Linked DNA regions of Mus musculus: all the other regions are linked to region 2. Evidence: chromatin contacts called from public HiChIP or PLAC-seq data. All regions are on one chromosome and are shown on one strand. The core of a region is the stretch at or near the end of the contact, and the rest is flanking DNA. Distances in the headings are between cores, read along the strand shown. Region 1 has its middle 32 kb from the start of Gm40271. Region 2 has its middle 11 kb from the start of Gm34637. Region 3 has its middle 4.7 kb from the start of Gm40271.

Evidence for each region. HiChIP or PLAC-seq counts read pairs in DNA pulled down with a chosen protein or histone mark.
Region 1: a contact with region 2 is called in an H3K4me3 HiChIP or PLAC-seq map of embryonic forebrain, with 3 times the contacts expected there. The contact joins two enhancer-like sites. A contact is called at or near these places in 2 of 484 Hi-C or Micro-C datasets (nephron progenitors and neural progenitor cells) and 5 of 115 datasets of contacts at active chromatin or transcription factors (craniofacial prominence, embryonic basal ganglia, embryonic forebrain and 2 more).
Region 3: an H3K4me3 HiChIP or PLAC-seq map of embryonic forebrain shows a contact between it and region 2, with 5 times the contacts expected there. The contact joins two enhancer-like sites. A contact is called at or near these places in 5 of 39 promoter capture datasets (cranial neural crest, frontonasal cranial neural crest, liver and 2 more), 1 of 484 Hi-C or Micro-C datasets (cerebellum) and 11 of 115 datasets of contacts at active chromatin or transcription factors (SST interneurons, astrocytes, embryonic basal ganglia and 7 more).

What each region holds. Positions count from the first base shown.
Region 1 is chr12:12,876,347-12,879,046 of GRCm38.p6, reverse strand. No RefSeq gene overlaps it. Among named protein-coding and RNA genes, the nearest start is that of Gm40271, 32 kb to the left of the region's middle. Within about 2 kb of position 1,291, at least 43 of the 459 cell types and tissues checked have an H3K27ac peak or open chromatin away from gene starts, as enhancers often do. A contact at or near this core is called in embryonic basal ganglia, embryonic forebrain and neural progenitor cells, where this site is marked.
Region 2 is chr12:12,679,405-12,682,104 of GRCm38.p6, reverse strand. No RefSeq gene overlaps it. Among named protein-coding and RNA genes, the nearest start is that of Gm34637, 11 kb to the right of the region's middle. Within about 2 kb of position 1,259, at least 117 of the 459 cell types and tissues checked have an H3K27ac peak or open chromatin away from gene starts, as enhancers often do. A contact at or near this core is called in SST interneurons, cerebellum, embryonic basal ganglia and 5 more, where this site is marked.
Region 3 is chr12:12,903,410-12,906,109 of GRCm38.p6, reverse strand. No RefSeq gene overlaps it. Among named protein-coding and RNA genes, the nearest start is that of Gm40271, 4.7 kb to the left of the region's middle. Within about 2 kb of position 1,324, at least 141 of the 459 cell types and tissues checked have an H3K27ac peak or open chromatin away from gene starts, as enhancers often do. A contact at or near this core is called in SST interneurons, cerebellum, embryonic basal ganglia and 5 more, where this site is marked.

The sequences.
Region 1 (2,700 bases), core at 42-2,541, 200 kb before region 2:
TTCCTAAGGGATGTCCTTTGGCTAGGTCAAATGGATTAGCTCTTTCCCAACTAGACAATGGTCTGTGTCCATCCAGGGGCGAATGCCGTTCTATTGACCAGGAGACAACAGCTTTCCCTTAATGAACCTTCATTGCTTTTTCTGCCCTTCCCCTTTCCCCTTCCCTTCCCCCTTTCTTTCCCCTTCCCTCTCCCTTCCCTTCCCCTCCCCTCCCCTTCCCTCCCCCTTCCCTTCCTCTTCCCCTTTCCTTCCCCTCCCCTTCCCTTTCTCTTTCCCTTTCCTTCCCCTTCCCTCCCCCTTCCCTTCCTCTTCCCCTTTCCTTCCCCTCCCCTTCCCTTCCTCTTCCCCTTTCCTTCCCCTCCCCTTCCCTTCCTCTTCCCCTTTCATCCCCCTCCCCCTTCCCTCCCCCTTCCCTTCCTCTTCCCCCCTTCCCTTCCCCTCCCCTTCCCTTCCTCTTCCCCTTTCATCCCCCTTCCCCTGACCTTCCCCTTCCCTTCCTTTCCCATTCCTTTTCCTTTCCCCTTCCTATTCTTTCTGCCTTTTTTTTCTTTCTTTTTTATTCTTGGCTTTCTGAGACAGTGTTTTCCTATGTTGCACTGGCTATCCTGGTACTTGTTCTGAAGACCAGGCTGCCCTTGACTCAGAGATCCACCTGCCTCTGCCTCCTGAGTGCTGGGAGTAAAGGCGTGGGCCGCCCCTCCTGGCTCCTTCAATGCTACTTTAACACCTACATGAGCATACTCCAGCTGTGGCACTGTGGTTTTCTAGCAGCTTGCATATGCCTGTGGTGGAAGGGTCAGGAGGATCTGGGCTCTGTGGGCCTACAGGAAGGGAGGGGCTCCATGTGCCTTACTGTATTGGTCAGAGTCTCCAGGAATGAAATCAAGACCTTGGTGGCACTCTGTTGCCAACTCCCTATGAACTGATTTTGAATGTCAATAGTTCATTTTTCAGATCTTTTTTCTTTCTCTTAATAAAGTACTCACACCATGCCTGTCCTTTGAGGAGCTCCTTCTTAGGCCACTGGTGGCAGGACACTTAGTAAGCACTCAATAAATATTTGTGGAGCACATAAATGGGTGGTAATCTAGCACTAATCCTCTCTCTCGAGCCCCCCACCCCCAGGAAGAAATAAAAGATGTCCATTTGTGGCTCAGCCACAATCAGGCAAACTTCCATATTGCTGCCAAGTCCTGCCATCTGCCACCTCTGAGGTGCAGGTGCTGGGCAGCCTCGGCGCCCACAAAGCCCAGCCATGGGCACAAAGGCTCGATGTGCTCTGGTAATTGCTGAGGCCCAGCCTGCCAGGCCAGCCAGGCTGATGCAAGTTTGCCGGGTCTCTGAGATTTGCATACAGATGGCCAGTCTCAGTGCAGGAAACATTGCTGCCCCAGCCACTGCTCTGCTTTGGGTAGATCAGCCTGCAGTCCCCCTTTTAGAAGTGCGGACTGCTTTGACTACAGACCAGTCCAAAGAGGCCTCATTCTGCAGGTCCTGAATAGTCAGTTATTCACTGGGTTTTCTTTGAAATTTGAAGAAAGAAAGAAACACGCAAGAGCAAGACAGAATGATAGGGATATGTAGGGACAGACCGACTGACAGACAGACAAGGAGATTCGCTGCTGCGGTTTTGAGTTAGCATCTGTAGCCCAGGCTGGCCTGGAATGTGCTATATAGCCCAGATTTCCCAGGAACCCAGCAATCCTCTTGCCTCAGCCTCCTAATGTTGGGATTTCAAGAGTCAGCCTCCTGTCTTGTATAAGACAGAGAAATGGAGAAAATGTAAGAGAAGGGAGCGGGGCACACTTAAATGAAATAAAAACCAAAAACAATTTTTTTTTAAAAAGTGAAGAAAGAAATCTAGAAGGGATTTCCCTCTTTCCAGATGCTATGAAGTGTTGGGAAGGGAGCCAAGGGTTCGGACTCTGAGCTAGCCTCTAACCAGAAATTAGAGGATGAACACTTCTATTCTGGGACACAGCCTGAGAGGTGAGGGCCATGGTGACCTTCTTTTTTTACACTGAAGATCTTTCAGTGTCTGAAATGAGCAGGCATCTTGAAAACAGAGACAAATGAATCCCACTATCATAAAAAGGTATATAGACGCCTGAGATGAAATCACTCCCCCTACCCCCCATTGCATACTAGAACCCGGAACCTATCCCTGGGATGCTGGTTTTGCTTTTTATTTTATTTTATTTTATTTTATTTTATTTTATTTTATTTTATTTTTTTGCCTCTGTCTCCCTGGGTTTGGAGACAGCTTCTCACTGCCCACTGGGTGAGTGAGAGGCCAGGCCTAGGCCTCTGCCAGGGCTCTGGGCATCTGAAACCCAGGACACGGACATGGGACAGGGCAGGTGCTGCTACCTCCCAGTTCAGCCCAGCTCTGTTTAGCAAGCATCAAGTCTGAGTCGTCACTCCATGTTTCCTGATCTCCCTGGCCCTCAGCCCTCCTGTCAGCTCTCCTGCCACCGACTTCAGTGAATGACCCACTCGGCTAGGGGAAAGAAAGGCCTTATTGAAGGAGTGTGGCCTCCCTTGTCCAAACTAAATGAAAGGGAAATAGAATAGCAACAGGATGGCAATCTCTCCCATTCCCAACTGCACATGGAGACACGCTTCTTCCATGGTAGCTTTGAGAGAAATCTGTGTGTGAGCCCTGGCTCCCTCTTTCTTTATCCAAGACCTCATGTTCTC
Region 2 (2,700 bases), core at 10-2,509:
AACCAGCTGTACTAATTGTTCCTTTCCCCAGGTCCAGGGGCTCTCAGTGAGTCAGCACTAGGTTGTCTTGGAGTTCCTGGCAGTGTTGTCCATGACAGCACCACCACTCTTGTCCATGCCAGTCCTCTGTTATTTCCCTGCCCCAAGTCCCCACGGCTATGTCTGCTCCACTGCCTGAGACCTGCTTTCCGAGATCCCTCACAAGACACTTGACTCCAGGGAGCACTCCTGGTACCACAGATCTGGCAAGATAACCTTCTCTGTGTTCACACAGTGCTAGTCCTCCACTGTGGCCATCCCTCATATTTATCCTGATATTGCCTCCTCCCTCAGACTGAGAACACTCTGAGGGTAGTGGATGGCCCCTGGTATCTCTATGCCCAAGCTGGACAGCTACAAAGCTGATCAGATAAGTGACTGTGCTCCAGGAACAGATAAACCCAGAAATCTTAGCGGCTCAGGACTTTAAGGTTAATTTCGCACATTCAAGTTCATTGCTGGTCTAGCATTTTCCTCTGCTGTGTCTTTTTGAGCATTAATCGCCATTGAGCACCTGGCCTCCAGTCCCAGCATCCTTCTGTCCACTCCTATTGTCCAGAAGCATCCATGTGACCTAGGCTACTCACAAGTGAGCCCTGGGTAATACGGGAGCTTCAGAAAGCTCTAGACCTATCTGAGAAGGGCTTGTGGAGGTAGGGAAGGACATCCCCACAGGCAGAGAGGAGGCTTCCTCGCAGGCTGAGTGAAATGAAGCTACATCCCTGTCACCTCAGTCAGAGACCTGAGTTCAGATGAAACTCTGCTGCTTGAAAACAAGGGGCAGGACCCTGGAAACGCCCGATTTAGCCCTGTCAGTCTCCAAGCAGCACAGTGTTCCCAGCTCTCGGAGTCCTTTGTCCTCTGTAAGCTCCCTTAGCCTGCAGAGGTGACTTCTTTATTCTCTGAGCTGCTATTTATAACTTCCAAAGCACCCCTACTCCTTTGGTTCTGTATCGAGGTTCAGAAAAAGAGCCTCTCCCCCCGGCACCCCCCGGCACCCCCCGGCACCCCCCCCCCGCACTCCCCCACCCCATTGCCAGGCCTCTCTCCCCCAGAGCAATCCCGTAAATAAAGGATGAAAGGCCCCGTAATTATTACCATTCGACAACACAGAGACTGTCAAAACCAGGAGTCCAACAAAGGCCTGTACATAAATCACAGCTGATACAATGGCTCTTAGCTGAAGGGGAGAGGGCTTAGAGTCTCAGCGCGGCTGAAAGGAGGTTTGTGTCTGGGGGAGGAGTCACGGGAGTCACGCAGCCCTGGGGAAAGAGATAGGCTGAATGTCTGAACAGAGTGCCAGCCTCATCAACGTGCTAACACACCAAAGACAGGGTAGCTATTGAACGGAACTCGAGTGAAAATCCCGGGAAAGACTCCAGATGTGGCATCTCCACAGTGCTGGTGAGGTTACACCGCATCAGCAGGTTACAGTCTAGCCTGGCAGGGTGTTGTTCCCTACAAAGATACCCTGGCTTGCAGCTCTGCCAGTCAAGAGCCGCCTACAGCCGGGGTGTAGACCAGGGTTTGTGGAGTCAGCAAGGGCTCTCTGGGTTTGAAGAGAGATCAAGTGGGCTGGGCTGCCGGCTAGCTTCCACAGTGTGTGTATGTGTGAGTGGGGGCGTGTGCGTGTGTATGTGTGCTTGCCTATGCCTGTGCTTGGAGGTGAGGTTGCAGGCATTTTCTGATAGGCAGAAAGGAGGATACACTCCTTGGTGACAAATGCTATTGCTGAGCCAAGCCGGATCTCTTCAGTACTTGTCTGTGCAACGGAGATTTCTTGATAACATTGAGAAGCGTTGTCTTCTGGGTCAGAGTTTACGTCTTTGGGCACAATTATTGCTTTTGAGTTAGCCATTCGGTGGTCCCTTAAGAACTCAGTCGAGGGGCTTGGGAGATAGCTCATCAATAAGCGCTTACCTTGGGAGCACAAGGACATGATTCCCAGAACTCACATTAAAAACAAGCTGGGTGTGGTTGTGCACACTTGGAATCTCAGTGTTAGGGAGGAGGCAGGTGGGTTTCTGGGACTTCTTAGCCCACCCCCTCAGCAAGTTGCAGAATGCTAAACTATCTGCCATTTAAAAAAAATGTAGAGAGCACCTGAAGATTGCCCTTTAACCTCCAGCTCCATTTGCATATATACGCATAAACAGGTATGTACACAAGTGTGCCTGAATCCACATGAACATGCGCATACATACATGCAAATGCACACGGAATTCAGTGGCTTTAACAGATTGCTGGTGACTGTTCTTATGCATCATGTACTGCTTGGTATTTATGAATTTCAGATGGATTTCTTTATCTGAAGAAATTGTCCTTAACATATAAACAAAGGGAAGGAGTTAGATACAGGTCCAGAAGCCATATCGTGCATGACCAGTGTAGACAGACACCTACTGGAGGTGTGCTGAGAAGCACTGACTTTGGAGACCACTCATATGATGCTCCTGGATTGACGACACTGGGTGCCATTGACTCTTTCAGAGCTTCAACAGTGTTGGATTGTTAATAGGACTGTAAGGATGAAAAAAGAATCCTGGGGCCAATAAAATGGCTCAGAAGATAAAGGTGCTTGCCACACTTGCTTGATGACCCAAGTTCCATTCCTGGGACCCATATAAGGGTGGAAGGAGGCACACATTCGTTGTGTGTGTG
Region 3 (2,700 bases), core at 75-2,574, 220 kb before region 2:
GGAATCCAGCAGGCCTCCAGGATAGCTATCTTCACACAGCATTCACCTGCCCAGAAGGAAGAAGAGAAATAGGTGAAGCCAGGAAAAAATAAGTAGCCTGTTGGAAGCTTAAGATAATGCTGAAATACAGCGTCTGTCAGCCCCTGGACAGAGATGCTGAGAAGAGCAGACTGAGTTTCCAGATACCAGGCTGGAAGGGATAGTTAGGGAGATGTCTGTCTATACCTATATCGGCTGGCCTCCCCTCCCCTTTCCTCTTCCTTCTCCTCTCCTCTCCTCTTCCTTCCCCTCCCTTTTTCCTGCCTCCTCCCTTCTTTCCAACCCCCTCCCCCTTTCTTTTCTTTCTTTGCCTTCTTTTGTGCTTTTTGAGACAAGGTCTCACTTTGTAACCAACACCTGGCTTGAACTCATGGTAATCCTGTCTGTTTCCTCAGTGTTCATAAACTTCTGTATGCTCCTCTGAGTGGCAGGAGCAGGTAATATCTGGGGATCTAGGAGCTGCTGGGGCTAAGAGTTCACCAGTTCACAGAAGGGGAACTTGCCCAGAAGGTGCCCCTGTGCACTACAAGCTGATGCCCACCCACCTTCCCTGCCCGGATGCCACTGGTTACTTTTTCTTAAAGGACTTGGACGGGGGCCTTTCTCCGACTCCTCTCCAGCCCGTGGCTGAGCCAGCCAGCCTCCTCTCTGCATTGTCTTGGAGAGAGGAATCACCTGGGATTTAGGCTCATTTTTAACAATGTATCCTCATTTCCTGGGGACTAACAGCTTTGTGAGGGTCTCTCAGCAACCCGCGTCAAGGGGGAAGGGGATGGGACTCAAGATGCCTTTTGCTAATTAGAACCCCTTCAGCTCTCCTGTTACACAAGAATCCAGGGCACCACATGACCCTCTGCAAAGCTGCCTTTTTTTTTTTTAAGGTATTTTTAGCCAGAATCAAAGGGTGAGATTTTTTTTTTTTTTTCTGCTCAACTTTGCAACTGTAAGGCTGTGAACCTCATCTCACATTCTCCTTCCTTTTCTATAGATTCTACTGTCCTTACCCGGTTTCTCTATTTCTTTCTCCTTCCTGGAACTCTGCATGCGTGTGTGCGCATATGTGCACGTACGTCCATGCATGCAGGCGCACATGAGGGTGAGTGCATGAGCTCCTGTGTGTAGGTGTGAGGGCCTGGCGGGAGTGTGGCCGCGGTGCCAGGCAGCCATGCTGCATCTCTGGCTGCTCATTGTTCAGTTCCGTCTCCATGGTGACAGGAGCAGCTGCTCCATTCTGGGCCTTGGCTTGGCTGTGCAGGGCGGCCTGCCCGCCCGTCTGCCCGCCGGTCCACCCTCCCGTCCTCCTGCCCAGCCGTGGGAGCTGCCAGCTCTACGCCCTCCCGCTGCCCACAGGCCTTGCCAGGCTGGGCGCAAGAAAGCGTGTTTACTAACACCATCCACATGGCTCCTGGGGCACCGTGGCTCTGCCCAGAAGATGTCAGGCCCAGGGCACCGGGAGGTGGGCCTGGAGCCAGGCTGTCTGTAGCTGAGGGAAACCAGGCTGGCCAGCGGCTGCTGCTGCCGCCGCCGCCGCCTAGGTCTGCCAGCGCTCCCAGCCTCCAGGCAGGGTTGCAGGCACTTGTTCAGGGGCCCCAGAGAAGCCCTCTCCGAAGTCTCTTTCCCCCTTCCTGCCATGCTGTTTAATACTCTTCTCAATGTGCCCTAGTCCTAGTGTATTCCACCTGGTCATTTTACCCCTGGCAGTCTCCTCTGGTCCCCATAGTGGAATTATCCAATCTAACACCTTCACAGGCTTAAATTAGGAGCTGCCAAGTGGGAGGGACCTGAAGGATGTAGTCCTTTGAAATAACAGGCAGAGGGAGGGCAGGGTTGTGTCTACACCCCATCTGCCCTCAGAGGCCTGGGTGGGCTCTCCTGTGTGGCCCTTTTGAGCTCTGCATTCTTTCCCTCTGCTTCTCTTTCTCCTCCTTCCTTCCTTCTTCTCAGCCTCTCCTTCTCTCCCCATCAGTTTTTGTTTTTTTTTTTTTTCCGTGAAGGCCTCTGTTCTCTGTGTCTGTATGTCCATATGTACGTCTGTGATTGTGTGTGTCTCCGTTTGTGGTTTGGTGTTCTGGTGGGTGTCAGTCTCCCATCTGTGTAAATGTCACTAGTTCTGTGTGTCTCCCTCCATCTGTGTGTGTCCATGTTCCTGTGTGTATCTTTGTATGTGTGTATGTGTCAGTGTGCTTGTGTGTGTGTGTTTCTCCCTGTGTGTATATCTACTTATGTCTCCATCTGTGTCTATGCATATAAGAGAGAAAGATGGACCCCCTTTAGGAGGCTAACGACAGTCCTTCTTGGGAATGTCCCCACAGCCTCTTACTGAGGTCTAGTTCCCAGATCCTGGTATCAGAGTCTTGGAACCATAGGCTAACTTCCGTCATCCCTCCTGATGATTCTGCCAGCCTGGGACCCTTGGGGACTTCTGGGACCTGTTTGTCCCAGCAGTAGATCTGTAGCTTCCTGAGAGCCTATGACCCTCTACTGTGTGTGCACAGTGAAGCTTCATAGTACCTGACCTTGTGAAATGTTTTTCCTTAGAAATTTCAGTTGGCGCCAGGCAGTGGTGGCGCACGCCTTTTAATCCCAGCATTTGGGAGGCAGAGGCAGGCGGATTTCTGTGTTCGAGGTCAGCCTGGTCTACAGCGTGAGATCCAGGACAGC